Regions from separate parts of the Zea mays genome. Here region 1 is linked to region 2. The links are chromatin contacts, called in public Hi-C maps. All regions are on one chromosome and are shown on one strand. Each heading gives the region's core, a stretch centred on a gene start, on an enhancer-like site or on the middle of the called end of the contact. The rest is flanking DNA. Distances are from core to core; before and after follow the strand shown.

Region 1 (6,929 bases), core at 1,664-4,163, 180 kb before region 2:
ATCGTCTTCTCAGCATTGCTTTAATTTCCTAATAACGAAAATAAAATCATTTCTTCAAAATTCCTGTCCTGTATATGATTATGTCTCTGAAATGGTCGCTAAGTGTCATGGTGTTACACCAGTCTATGCGAACTATATATGTTATGAAATATGTCGCCAGCTAGTCGATACAAGTAGAAAAACACAAAGATCCAACATAGAGAGAACTACTATTTATTCTCTGATTTTTTATAATTACAATGCACAGCTCGCACGTGTGTATAGTTCAGACAAGATCTAAGAGTTGGATGCACAACACTACCAAAGCCCAATCACCCGGCATATTCAGCGCAGATAAATAGTGAAATGGAGCTTAAGCGAAGATATCTTAAACTCTTAGAACACAATGACTATTACAACCATAGATATAGATGTCTTCTCGTGGGGAATTTCCCTATTAGAGTACGGGTATAGGACAAAAATTGTCACCATGGGTATGGATATGAGACAAAATTTTTATCCATTAGGTAAACGGGTATAGGTTTGGGAAGCGATAATCCGAACCCGATTACCCATGGGTATTTCATATGTGTACGTCTCACATGTTTGTATGAATGAGTTGAGGTCAAGCCGGCCACCAAGCCCAGCATGGCAGCGCACCAGGCCCCAGGTCTTAGCCCAACAAGGCAACACGGCAAGGCAATTATCAGACTAGCAAAAAAACAAAATCTTAAAATAACCAGCCATACGCTACGCCTTGCCCAGCCGACCAACCGCCGCACGCCTAGATAGATGCGCTAGCATTGTACACTGGACAGTTGCACTGGCATTGCACACTGGCGACTTCACCAGCGACGAGGAGCATCGCTGAATGCTAGGAGCCTAGGATGACGACCATGGATCTCATGCGCCAACAAACTCGGATGGTGACCAAGGAAGGTGTGCATACTCTATTTCTCCATTTCTTCTATTGGTCCCGAAGTACTGATTTTTTCTGATGATGGATGAATGGATCATGGTTCGTGAATGAGTGCTTGCTGATGTGGTGATGTCTAAAATCTGGAGAGTTTGTGCTAGATGTTAGTACCTAGTTATCCCTTAATTGAGTATGGGGACCCAATGGGGACCCGAAACCCGAACGAGGATAGATATGAGATATGTTTTACACCCATGATGGGTATGTGGATTGATCAAATATGACGGGAATGGGTCTGCGATGCTATAACCCGATGGGGAATTCTCTATTAACATCTCTAACCATAGATGTGCGATAGAGTACTCATTTTTTTGTTGTAGAGTCAAGGTATGTGCTTCAAAGGAATAACTGCAGTGTCATTTGTAATTTTGCTATTATTATTTATAGGCTTCACCAATATACCATCGGATCCATAAATTATAGACACATATGGTTCCGACAGTCATAAATATGAGATGTTATAATAACAGATAGCCAAAACTGAGAGCGAAAAAATAACAAATTTAAGGATAGCAACCGTAAAAAACACAAGGTCATTGCATGGAGTTTTTAAGCGTATAGCAGCAATATTTATGTTCTCATCCCACAAGCGAAAAGTGTTTTGATACGGCCCAGAAAATCTGTCGCGCCTTAAAAAATATTTTTTTTCTGATTATGTACAGTATTTTCCGATTATTTGCTATCTATACGTATCCCGTCCGTTCAGAATCAACAATAGTTTCCTTGTGCCGTCCATCCCAGCGATTACGCGTCTACTTCCTCGTCGCGGCGCAGAAACGGATAGAGACGAGACATCAGCGCCACCAACAATCCAAGGAGTTTGTCCGCGCCCGTTTTCTTACACCAATCATGCTTTTCTTACCTCACTGGTGCTCTATTATGTTAAATAAAAACGGGTACTACGTACGTAAATAGCTGAAACTCACCTGCTGAGATGCCTCAGTTCACCTATTGCATTCTATGGCCGGTTGTTGATAGCGTCTCGAGGGCTACTTTCTCGGAAACAAACAGTCTTCTTTTTTTTTATCTCAACTGACAACTAGTACAATCTCAACTTTGATTACACGCATATAATTATTATTTTTTATCTTGATCCATGAGGAAGTCATCCCAAGGAAAGGTCTCCTCGGCAGTGTTCGCGGTGACCTCGTAACGATGACTGCACACAAGTGTCAAACAAATAATCTACATGCCAACAATGAAATGGGAAAAAAAGAGGGGGGGGGGGGGGGGGGGGGGGGGGGGGGGGGGGCTATTTCTCTTTTGTCATTTGCGTGTCATTCCGTTAAGCTCAACTGCCCCAGGCCCCCAGTCCAGGGGTAGATGTGATTTTTTTTTATCAATGAGTAGGACTACTTCACTTCCCTCGGTTTTAAATTATAGCTTGCTTTGATTTTAACCTAAGTTATTCACTGATTGTGATGACGGGAACGGAATGACGAATTTAGCTAGTAAATTTTGATTCAGGGCGGCAATGTGGTTCCGTATAACCTTCTAGACGAACCATTTCACATAAACAGCAAGGTAACAATCCTGTAAGCCAAGGTAGTTAACAATCCCCTTCGATGTAGGAAAAAAATGGTACAGGCCGGCTGTAAACTTTGTAGCTCCCCCACAAAAAGGAGAATAGATCTCACCTGCAGGTCCACCAGATAACGTTTTAGTTGTGTTATTGCTGCTGCGGGTGGGGTCTATCCTCATTTTTGTGAGAGGCTTCAAACATTCTGGTTTGTAGCCGGACTGCACCAAATTTTTTTCCTCGACGTATACATCTCAACAACCAACACAAATTGACTGCTTTGTTTGAACTCATTATACAGTCTATGAAACATGGTCTTCTTTTTGCATTTTGCGTGCACACCAAGCATGCAGTAGGAACTTTACACCATTCCATATCCATACTGTATATATGCAGGCATGCAGCGGGCTAGGGGCTGCCGGCTGCCTCTGCCTGTGCATAGCTTCTCTGTGCGCGCGCCTTCCGAAGTCGACGCATGGCATTCCCGAGTTCCATCTCGATCTACACGGCAGCCCTTCTCCTCCTCTTGTCAACCTTGGGCGCTTCGGACGACCGTCTCGTCCCAGGCAAGCCCCTCATGCCCGGCACCATCATCGTATCTGATGGCGGCGAGTTCGCCTTTGGCTTCTTCGCCCCGTCCAACTCCACTCCGGAGAAGCTCTATATTGGCATATGGTACAACAACGTCCCCCGGCTCACCGCGGTGTGGGTTGCAAACCGGGCGGCACCGGCCATCTCCTCCTCCGCCCCTTCACTTGTTCTTACCAACGATTCTAACCTTGTCTTGTCCGATGTCAACGGCCGTGTTCTCTGGAAGACCAACACCACGGCCGCTGGAACTGGAAGCTCATCGCCGTCGCCGAGGACGGCGAACGCTACTGGATCCGTGGCGGTGCTTTCGAACTCAGGCAACCTCATCCTACGGTCACCGACTGGCATCATGGTGTGGCAGAGCTTTGACCACCCGACTGACACGCTCCTACCTACCATGAAGATATGGAGGAGCTACAAGACGCATGAAGCCAACAACCTTGTTTCTTGGAAGGACGCCGACGATCCCTCGTTGGGTACCTTCTCTTTAGCCGGGGAGACAGACCCATTCATACAGTGGTTCATCCGGAACGGTTCGGTTCCAGAATGGCGCAGTAATGTGTGGACAGGGTTCACGGTGTCCAGCCAGTTCTTTCAGGCAAATACCAGCGTTGGGGTATACCTGACATTCACATATGTTCGCACTGCCGATGAGATATACATGGTCTTCACTACCTCCGATGGCGCACCACCCATTCGGACAGTAATGAGCTACTCCGGCAAGCTAGAAACAAGTGTCTGGAACAGAAATTCATCGGAGTGGACAACGCTTGTAGTCTCGCCGGACTACGAGTGTAGCAGGTACAGCTACTGTGGGCCTTCTGGCTACTGTGACCACTCTGATGCTACCCCGACCTGCAAGTGCCTTGAGGGGTTCGAGCCTGTGGACAGAGAAGGATGGAGCAGTGCCAGATTCTCACGGGGATGCCGGCGAAAGGAGGCGCTGCGGTGTGGTGATGGTGATGGTTTCTTGGCCCTGACGGATATGAAGGTGCCCGACAAGTTTGTGCGCGTTGGGAGAAAGACCTTCCAGGAGTGCGCGGCTGAGTGCAGTGGCAACTGCTCCTGTGTGGCATACGCTTATGCCAACTTGAATGCCAGCGCAGCAAACGGCGATGCGACAAGGTGTCTGCTGTGGATCGGTGATCATCAGCTTGTAGACTCGCAGAAGATGGGTGTGCTCCTCTATAGTACTGCTGGTGCCGATAGTCAGGAGACGCTATATCTCCGAGTTGCAGGCATGCCAGGTACCATTTTCATGTCGCAAGAAGATGGGTGTATGCACTGTATTGTATGATCTTAGCACTTGTTTAGCTCTTTGAATACTGAACTATGTAATCATATGAATAAACTGTGCGCTGCTTTGCAGGTAAAAGGACAAAAACAAACACAATGAGAATCATGCTACCAATTCTAGCAGCTGTTATTGTTCTCACTTCCATTTTGCTTATATGGGTCTGCAAGTTCAGAGGTATGTTATCAATCCTGTATACCGATCTCAATTACTTAAGAGCAAATACTCAGCAACTTTTGGGAGCAGGAAGGGAAATAAATCTGGAAAATCGGACGACGATTTTCCATGGAGGTTTTACTTCAGGCGGACTTGGAGAAGAAAAAACTAGCAATGATTCTGAACTTCCATTTCTGAAATTCCAAGACATTCTAGTCGCAACAGACAACTTCTCCAATGTGTTTATGATTGGACAGGGAGGTTTCGGGAAAGTTTACAAGGTACTTTAGTTTACGATGGAAGTTTCTACCTTTGCTTTTCCTTGACTGGTTATCTAATTAATTAATCTGCACTGCATATCCCAATCTTGCTTTTTCGATGGTAACTATACAAAGGGGACACTTGAAGGTGGTCAAGAGGTTGCTATCAAACGACTTAGCAGGGACTCGGACCAAGGAACTCAGGAGTTCAGAAACGAAGTTGTTCTGATTGCCAAGCTGCAGCATAGAAACTTGGTCAGGCTTCTTGGTTGCTGCATTGATGGAGATGAAAAGCTGTTGATATATGAGTATCTGCCCAATAAAAGCTTGGATGCCATCATTTTCAGTACGTTCTACCAATATTTACGACAAGTTCAGTATGCGATTGAGTTATGATATAATAACATTTTTCATAACTGTTTACCGTAGATTGCGCGAGAAATGCACCGCTAGATTGGGCAACAAGGTTCAAGATAATCAAAGGAGTTGCAAGGGGGCTTTTGTACCTCCACCATGATTCAAGACTGACAATAATCCATAGAGACCTCAAAGCTAGCAATGTGTTACTAGATGCAGAGATGAGGCCCAAGATAGCCGACTTTGGCATGGCGAGGATCTTTGGTGATAATCAAGAAAATGCTAATACCAAGCGAGTTGTTGGGACATAGTGAGTGGTACTTTGATCCCAATACTTAAATTAACCTATGATTGGTACCAATTCATCCTCATAGCCTTCACAACTGAAATGGTCTTAACAGTGGCTATATGGCTCCTGAGTATGCAATGGAGGGCATCTTCTCTGTGAAGTCTGATGTCTATAGTTTTGGCGTTCTACTTCTGGAGATCGTGAGCGGTATAAAAATAAGCTCTGTTGACCGCATCCCAGGTTGCCCAAACCTCATAGTATATGCAAGCAAATATGATTGTCTTTTGATTTCCTCAAACTAAGGGTTATTAGTTTGGAAACCCCATTTTTTTCAAGAGGTTTATGTTTTCTCAAAGGAAATTAGTTTATTTTATCTTGGCAAAATAGGAATCTCTTTGGAAAATGAAGTTCCCAAACTACCATAAAAAAACGGTTTTAAATGTACAGTGTTACACAATCTAAAGGAACGGTGTGCTTGTTTCAGGCATGGAACCTTTGGATGGATGGAAACGCGGAAGATCTGGTAGACAAGTGTATTGTGGATACCTGCTTACAAGACGAAGCTTCACTTTGCATCCACATGGGGCTTTTGTGTGTGCAGGAAAACCCTGACGACAGGCCATTCACGTCATCTGTAGTGTTCAACTTGGAGAGTGGCTGCACAACACTACCGACGCCAAATCACCCTGCGTATTTTTCACAGAGGAATAGTGATATAGACCAAATGAGAGAATACAGTGATAGAGGGGAGATAGAGTGTCTTCATTGTGTCACAAAAAATATTTTGCCTAGGCCAATGATGTAAAGAGATACGTTGTATTTGTGCTAGCAGTAATCTACTAATCTGGGAGTTAAACAGTGTACCGCGATCTTTTATCTCCTAGTACTAGTAGTATGGCACACGCTTTCTTTGGGAGAACCAAATGCACCCTGACTGGAATAATCCAAACGGATATGTCAATCTCAACATCCTATAAAGATTTTTGTGGCCTATGGAGATTCATGCCCCCCCCCCCCCCCCCCCCCCCCCCAAAAAAAAGTAAAAGGCTCGTCGAAGCACATCTCGTTGGGTACAAGTTGGGCCGAATTTTGGAAGACCCCACATGGCAGTGGAACATCTAGAAACACAACCCACTTATGTAATGCGACTCCATCCGGTCCGGTTTGTCCAATCCTCTTTTATCCCAAACCAGGAAAAAAACCACTGAACCATAAACTCCTGACGACTAGGGATAAAAACTGTTTCAAAAAATCCCATAAGGGCTTGTTCGGTTAGCTCCCAATCCACATGAATTGAGTGAGATTGAGTGGGTTTAAATCCCAACTAAGTCAAACCCTTTCTTAATTTTTCCAATCTCATCCAATCCATGAGTAATGAGATTAACCGAACAAGGCCTAACCGGGACCTCGTAGTCGCATCATTTTAAAAAAATTACCGTTTTATAATTTGAATTTTAAATATCTATTAACATAGTATTATAGTCGCCAATAAGTAGATCAGTTATGAA
Region 2 (7,142 bases), core at 792-3,291:
TATCATCTCACTCTTGCATTACTCAATGCAGGTACTTGATTCATGTTGGGAATGAGGGAAGTAGCAGCACATCCACCTTCACTATTATAATAACGCTGCCCAGTTGCAACCATGATTTAACTAGAAACTCGATGTCAAATGATGTTTTTTTCTAGCCGTGGGCACTGGTTAATTCAATTTATGTTGTTATGTTTAACTTCCTTTTGCTAGCAGATTAATAATGCTTAGTATGTTTTTTGTCATGATATATGTTTATACACTGTTGCCTCTCGTTTATGCAATTTTTCAAAGGAGATGCTGCCGAAATTTTATATACGAATGCCAGATGTGTAGTTCAATAGCATTCCGGGGTGTTTGTGGACCCCGGGGTGTTACACTAACTTACTATTTTAATTGTTGATGATTAAATAAATAACTAATTAACTGACATGAATTATTATAAGCAAACGATTTAATCTCGCGCGCGGATAACGCACGAACGGCGCGCGACAACGCGTGCGAACAGCACGCGCGACACTCGCGAACGACACACGACGACGCACACGAAACAGCACTGCGGCACGCGGGCCGAAACAATACACGAAAACTAATAAATAAATAACATAATTAAACTAACCAATTATTTACTAAGAATAGTTCAGTTAACATTAACTGTGCTGATGTTGATTTACAAATGCGTAATTCTAAATTAGATTTAAATAAAATGTCGGTCTATTAACCTCTGATCAAACAAACGTTTAAATAAATTAAATAAAATATGCAACATTAGGGAAAAATGCTTCTAACGTGAAGATAATTTTAATACGAATCTAACGTAACTTAAATGGATCGAACCGGATTTAAAACGCAAAAATTATCACTGATTTGTGTACTGTTTTAAAATCTGATAGGGGTGTTTTCACAAATTTTCGTTTCTTCATCTCACGTTCTTCTCCCACACAACATCTGTCATTGTGAAGGAGTAGGGCGCGAACTCGCGCGAGGTTGGGGCAAGGCAGGGGTCAGACGCGCGGCCGCGGCGGGCGAGCCGCCGCGCCGGCCAACCGCCGCGCCACGGGAGGAGCGCGGGGATGAGGGGCTGCACGGGCGAGGGCGCCGTCGGGGCTGGCCGACGCCGGGCTTGGTCGTGACCTGGCCGGCCGAGCCGTGGGACTCGCGCGCGCATGGGGGCAGGGCGGCTAGCCGCGCGCAGGGACCTGGCCGACCTGAACACATACGGATAACTAGTACCTTCAAGTATAGATGGCCAATAAGCACGAGGCCCGTGAGCCCGGCACGAAGCCCGCTTTTTGGGCCCGGTCCGAGCCCGACACGGTACGAATAAGCGGGCGGGCTTGGACAGGAAACTAGGCACGACAGGCTAGCCCGGCACAATCCGTTTACCTCTAAGCCCGTTAAGCCCGTTTTTTAACACTACAACGTGCTTACCGGCCCGTTTAACCCGCTTTTCGACACGTTTTTTCGTGCTAAACGGGCCGGCCCGGCCCGTTTAGACCCGCTGCGGGCCAGGCTTGAACAGAAAATTGAGCCCGCGGACTCAACAGGCCCGACTCGGTTTTCGGCCGGGCTTCACCGGGCCGGGCCGGGCGACCCGTTTGGCCGTCTCTACCTTCAAGCAATAAAGGCCTGCCCCCCACCACGGATGACACGTAGGCTCGAAAACTTCGATCGGTTTCGCTATAGCGCGAAATGGCCGACTGACCCTAGAAGAAGCACAGGGCGGGCGAAAGAAAGCACACCGTGAAAACTCCCGCCTCCAACCGAAAATAACCGAACGCCACCCGCAAAGCTACTGACAGGATGGACCCATGACTCCCAATTCATCCAAGCCATCGAAGCAGCCCCCCGCAGGCTAGCAGGAGATCACGTAGTCCTAGCGGAGGGCAGTAGCAAGCGGCGCGCCGCGCGGCCAATGGGAGGCGAGTGGCCGGATCGGTGACGTGCCTAAAAAATTTCAGATCCCGCGCAAATGCCCACCGCCCCTTACTTTAAAAGCCGCCCCCTTGTGGCCTCCTTTCCCCTCCACTCGCATCAGAGCGGCGCCGGCCTACAACCGTTTTCGTGCTCACACACCCAAACCTTAGTCGCGATCAGGCCCCAAGGTACTTGAATTCGGAATTCTACATCAAATAGTTATGAATTAGATGATGCGTTATGGGTTGCATCTGATTGTTTTGTTGGATTTGGTTCGTTAGGACTCGAGATGAAGTCGAGGGCACGGTCCACCGCCGGCGACTCCAGGTATGATTCGATTTGGCCACCGCTATCAACCATTCTCGTTTTTTTGTTTGTGGTTTTAAACTGGATTTGTTTGTTTTTTTTGAAGGCTCTCGGTGAGGAAGACCAAGGCAGAGAAGGACCCAAACAAGCCCAAGAGGCCTCCGAGCGCGTTCTTCGTCTTCATGTGAGTTTTATTGGATCATGCGGCCTTTTGTTCTCCCGCCGTTTGGATTTTGTTATGATCGGTTGGGTCTGATTTTTCAGGGAGGAGTTCAGGAAGGACTACAAGGAGAAGCACCCCAATGTGAAGCAAGTCTCCGTGGTAAGCTGTTTCATCCATGATTTCGTCATTCGATTCGAATATTCGTGGCGGCCTGTTATGATATTTGCGTTTCTGATTTTGTGTTGTGTTTGTGAATGACAGATTGGCAAGGCTGGTGGTGACAAGTGGAAGTCCCTGTCTGATGCCGTGAGTTTGTTTGTTCCCCAGTCCCATTTTAACCGTTTGAGTCCGCAGTTGGTTGCGGTGTGCGTTGTTCTTACGATAAGCGTGTTGCTCTAGATGTATCCGCGCTCGTCCCCTGTGTGTTTGTATGTATATCAGTAATTATATTATATATCATGTTTACCCGATCCATCGTTAGATCTGCTAAAATTCCATATGTTAAATTCGAAATGGGTTGGTATTACTCGTGATTTGAATTTAAATTTCACCGCGCCTCATGTTTTCGAATTGTAATAACTGATGTCTAAGGTATTAGACGCTTGCTTAGACTTAATATATGCGGAATTGCTGCTGCCTAGTGCTGTTCCCATTTGATAGTGTTTGTTTGTTTCACTGTATTGTTGGTGAACTTGCATATTCACTTGCTTTTAACGCTCTGATGTTTGTTTGTGTGCATTTATGATTGAAACTAGTAATGTGATGGAACATCACCGTTTGACGTAGTGCGACTCTTCAAATGCAGGAGAAGGCTCCCTACGTGTCTAAGGCAGAGAAGCTCAAGGCTGAGTACACCAAGAAGATCGACGCTTACAACAACAAGCAGGTACAGTATGTTACACTCAACTCTCGTTGTCCGGCGTTGCTTCGAAATTCCTCTTTGCGGTGCGTGACATGTGTCATCTCTCGTTGCAGTCTGGAGACCCCACGGCGTCTGGTGATTCCGACAAGTCCAAGTCCGAGGTGAACGACGAGGACGAGGAGGTGAACAAACCCTCTTGAGTCCTTGCTCTTATTTGTGCTTTCACCTGGTTTAGTAGTTTTGCTTTGTGGATCCAACAACCTCATTGGACTCGTTCATTTGAAATTGGTTTTGCAGGGTGACGAGTGATGTATGACGGATGAAACTCTGTCCAAGTGTTTGCAGTCAGGGAAAAAAATCTTCGTCGTTGTCGGCCTAACCGGGCTTTCTCGAAGGACTTTCTAGATGCAGTAGATTAGTGCCGTCTTCTCTGAGTAGTTTCCTTGCAAGTGTCGTCCCGTCCCTGGAGTGAGGCAGTTTAGTTTGTAGTTTCTTCGCTTCATCGGCACTCGACCGTTGTTGGATTGGGATGTTTAGCCTGCAGTCTGTACTTACCCCAAGCATCTATGATGCCTGTTTTAAATCTCAGATCACAATAGACGTTTGTTTTAAATCTCAGAACACTATGATGGCATGAATGCCGTCTGGTGTATCCGTGGAACGTAGCGTGATTGCGTGGCGCCAAACGATCTCTTGTGATTTGACGGAGTCGTCACGTGCAGTGTTGGCAACTGGCAAATCGTTAGAATCTTTTCGCGTCGTGAATCGCTGGTCGCAGATCGTACGCTCAAGTCTCAACGGCTACACGGCTTTACATGTTGTGATTCGTGAGAAAGGCCGATTGTCGCTGAAAGGAATGTCGCCATCTGCACGTTTCGTGGTATCGTACGTCCTCCGAGCATATGAACCAAAAACGGGCTACACAATGCAGTAAAAACGGTTGAATCGAGAGGTCAATTGATACGGGGCGGTCGGTGTTTCCCCAAGTGGCACGTCGTCGCCGCCGCATCCCGCACCGGAGAGCCGTCCACGGTTGCGCCGGTGGCCGAGGGTGCCTCGTTGTACTTGGTTGCCATACCTTAGAACACCTACGACGAAGGTAAGGCTCGACGCCAAGGCTGAATTTTAGCCCAGACCGATTAATCTGTTCTCGAGGTCCTATAATTTAAACAAAAGATGATCCAACTGTTATCACAAATCCATTAACAACATTTAACGGTTCAAATACATTATATGACACGGTTTCATGATTTAAATATATTATACGTCTCATTTTTATAATTCACAAACAATATTGAAAAAACAATACAACCTCCGCCTCTAATATATACATAGTTGATAGACATATACATATCCTGCTATATCTATATACTACTCCTTAAGAATCTAATGAGGGCGTCCACAGGGCTTCACCGCCCTTGCCCGCGATGCCAAACCGCCTCTGCTCCTCGTTGCGCGTTGCCCTCGTCGCGTGTTTCCACGTGATCCCCACCCACAAACTCTCGTGCGATACCCGCGCGCGTGCTCCGCCGGTAGCACCGCCCCCTGCCTTCTCGCCTACCTCCCCACCCTCATGCTATCGCTCCTCCCCGCTGTCGCCTCCGTCTACACCAAGCGCAACGCTTTCACCTTCCCACGCGTCCTCTCCGTCGTGCCCCATGTTTGGCGGAGGCTCGCCGCCAAGTTCCTAGCCGCCTTCGCGCTCGTCTTCGCCTACCACGCCGCTGCCGTGCTCGTCTTCATCGGCCTCCTCATCGCTGGATTCAACGACTCCAGCCTCTCGGGCCTGCTCCGCCCCAACGCCCCCTCCCCGGACGCCTACCTCCCAACCCTCGCCCCTGCCCAGTGCAGCAGCCGGCCTGCTCCATGCGCCTCATCTGGGGGCCTCCCGAGACGGGCAAGACGAAGACCATCAGCACGCTCCTATGGTCCATGCTGATCAAGAACCACAGGACGGTGACCTGCGCCCCGACCAACACCGTTGTGACGGAGCAGTGGCGGACGCAGGACAAAAGTCTAGGTGGGGCCAATCCGCAATGGAGAAATCACAAGAAAAAAATGCTAAACTATAAGTAGTTTATTGGTAATAACATGAAAGTTAAGTTGTAATATCATGACTATTATAAACTAATGTGGATATCGAAAATCCTTTTAACGACACCAAATCATCGAAGGAAAATTTAATCTACAATTAGAAGAAAAAAATATTAAGTAAGCATCAATGTAAGTAAAAGAACAAAACTATATAGAAAAACATCGAAAACACCATTAAACTGTCAATCTTGTGGTCGTGACAGCTTTCACTCTAGTGCGGGGCCGTGACCGAGTGGAGGCAGGCCGGCCATGATGGGCTATCGGCTAGACGATAAGCTGGCGGCAATGGCAGGCGAGCCGCAAGCTAGCGACAGTGATGGCTGACGATGACAGTTGGGTGGGCGGCTAGGCGGTAGGCCAACGATGATGAACTGACTATTCGACGCCGATTGGGCAGCGGGCACAACGCTAGGACGAGCGCTAAGCAGGGGTTGGATGCTACAAACATACGGTTGATGCCTTTCTCATTCTATGTTTTAGTCGACATAGGTCGTGGCCTAGGATGATGGGCTAGATCTTGTGGGTTAGTCGATGGTATGATGTGGTAGACCTGGTGTTTATCTAATTTGATCTCATTTACCTTATATTTTTTTTATTTTGTAGCATATACAAAATGTAGGTATAAAGAATTTCAAAAATTGAGATGGGGCCATGGCCCACTTTGCCCACATAGTGGATCCGCCTCTGTGACGGAGGTCGCGTGGCTGGTCCTTGGTGTTATCGAAGAGTCTGGCAGCGGCGGTGCTGCAACGAATTTTTTTCTTTGGCGATGTCGTGCTCTTCGGCAACGAGGACAGGATGGCCGTGGACCAGAAACTTTTGAGATGGACGCAGATTGATTTAACTAACAACTTGAATCACAGGGAGCTCACATTAGTGTTATTACTTTAGATGGTTTATATTTATATTTAACTGTATCATGTTTGTTGATTACTTTAGATGATAATAGCTCCTGAAAGCTTGCCATGTCACATCGAAGTATCTGAAAAGTAAGTGCCTCCCTAACATGATGTTGATTGGCTAGATAATTCATTAGTGTGAAAATCATGGTTTTTCTTTCGTTTCATTTGCAAACGGCCATAAGCATTGGAGGAGTCAGAAATTACCATAAAGATGAAGCTAAAAATTATGGTTTGTCTATTTTCTCTTGGGATGAATTCCTGATCATGGTAACCATTGGGCAGCTTCCTTTATAAATTACAGGGTGTTCTAGACTTCCAATAGAATGTTATGGCGATAAATGGTATGCAGTTTTTCCATACTTGGATTTGCTTGTGCTTACCTGAAGGGCAGTACTGATGCTGGCTTACAGGAGAACTTGGTTGGGTACCTTTAGAAGCTATGTCTCCCAATCTGAGAAGATGACCTGGTGTGAAATGAGCAAAGATTGTGTGAGTAACACTGAATGGGTGCCCTTTTGTCAAGACCGTAGCCAATATCATCAACAGCAGTGGCCTTCTCGTTAGCCAAGAGCAGACTATTGACACTCATGAGCCATGAGTTGCAAATCAAGAGAAGGTTAGCACCGTCTTGACCACCATTTTCTTTAGATGGACAGAAGGAATGCTCCACGGCTAAATCACTCAAGTCTGCTCCTGCAATGATATTCTTTTCAAGATCAACCAGAAGCATGACATCCTTTTCTTTAGCACAATCATGGGCATTTGAGGAGTATTCATCAGTAAGGCGCAAAGACAAGCAATGTATTCCTTTGGGAATAGCAGTTGCAGCATAATGTTTATACATCAGTAAAGTAGCACCATCTTCACCATTATCTGAACTCGAGAATTCAGCTGCAAGTTC

The links. A called contact is a pair of places that touch in the nucleus more often than the background predicts.
Region 1: a Hi-C map of leaf shows a contact between it and region 2, with 10 times the contacts expected there. The contact joins the promoter of LOC103634286 here to the promoter of LOC542658 in region 2. A contact is called at or near these places in 10 of 25 Hi-C or Micro-C datasets (bundle sheath, ear, endosperm and 4 more) and 1 of 3 datasets of contacts at active chromatin or transcription factors (leaf).

Annotation. Positions count from the first base shown.
Region 1 is chr7:153,463,822-153,470,750 of Zm-B73-REFERENCE-NAM-5.0, reverse strand. LOC103634286 (G-type lectin S-receptor-like serine/threonine-protein kinase RKS1) reads left to right here and starts at 2,913. Exons shown (of 7, transcript XM_020541174.2): 1 at 2,913-4,312; 2 at 4,435-4,536; 3 at 4,606-4,796; 4 at 4,911-5,121; 5 at 5,205-5,442; 6 at 5,534-5,661; 7 at 5,906-6,308. The coding sequence starts at 2,950. The coding sequence ends at 6,033.
Region 2 is chr7:153,280,600-153,287,741 of Zm-B73-REFERENCE-NAM-5.0, reverse strand. It overlaps LOC542658 (HMG-like nucleosome/chromatin assembly factor D), which reads left to right and starts at 2,041. Exons shown (of 8, transcript NM_001112179.2): 1 at 2,041-2,102; 2 at 2,196-2,241; 3 at 2,327-2,404; 4 at 2,485-2,542; 5 at 2,645-2,689; 6 at 3,189-3,269; 7 at 3,359-3,427; 8 at 3,543-3,855. The coding sequence starts at 2,204. The coding sequence ends at 3,554.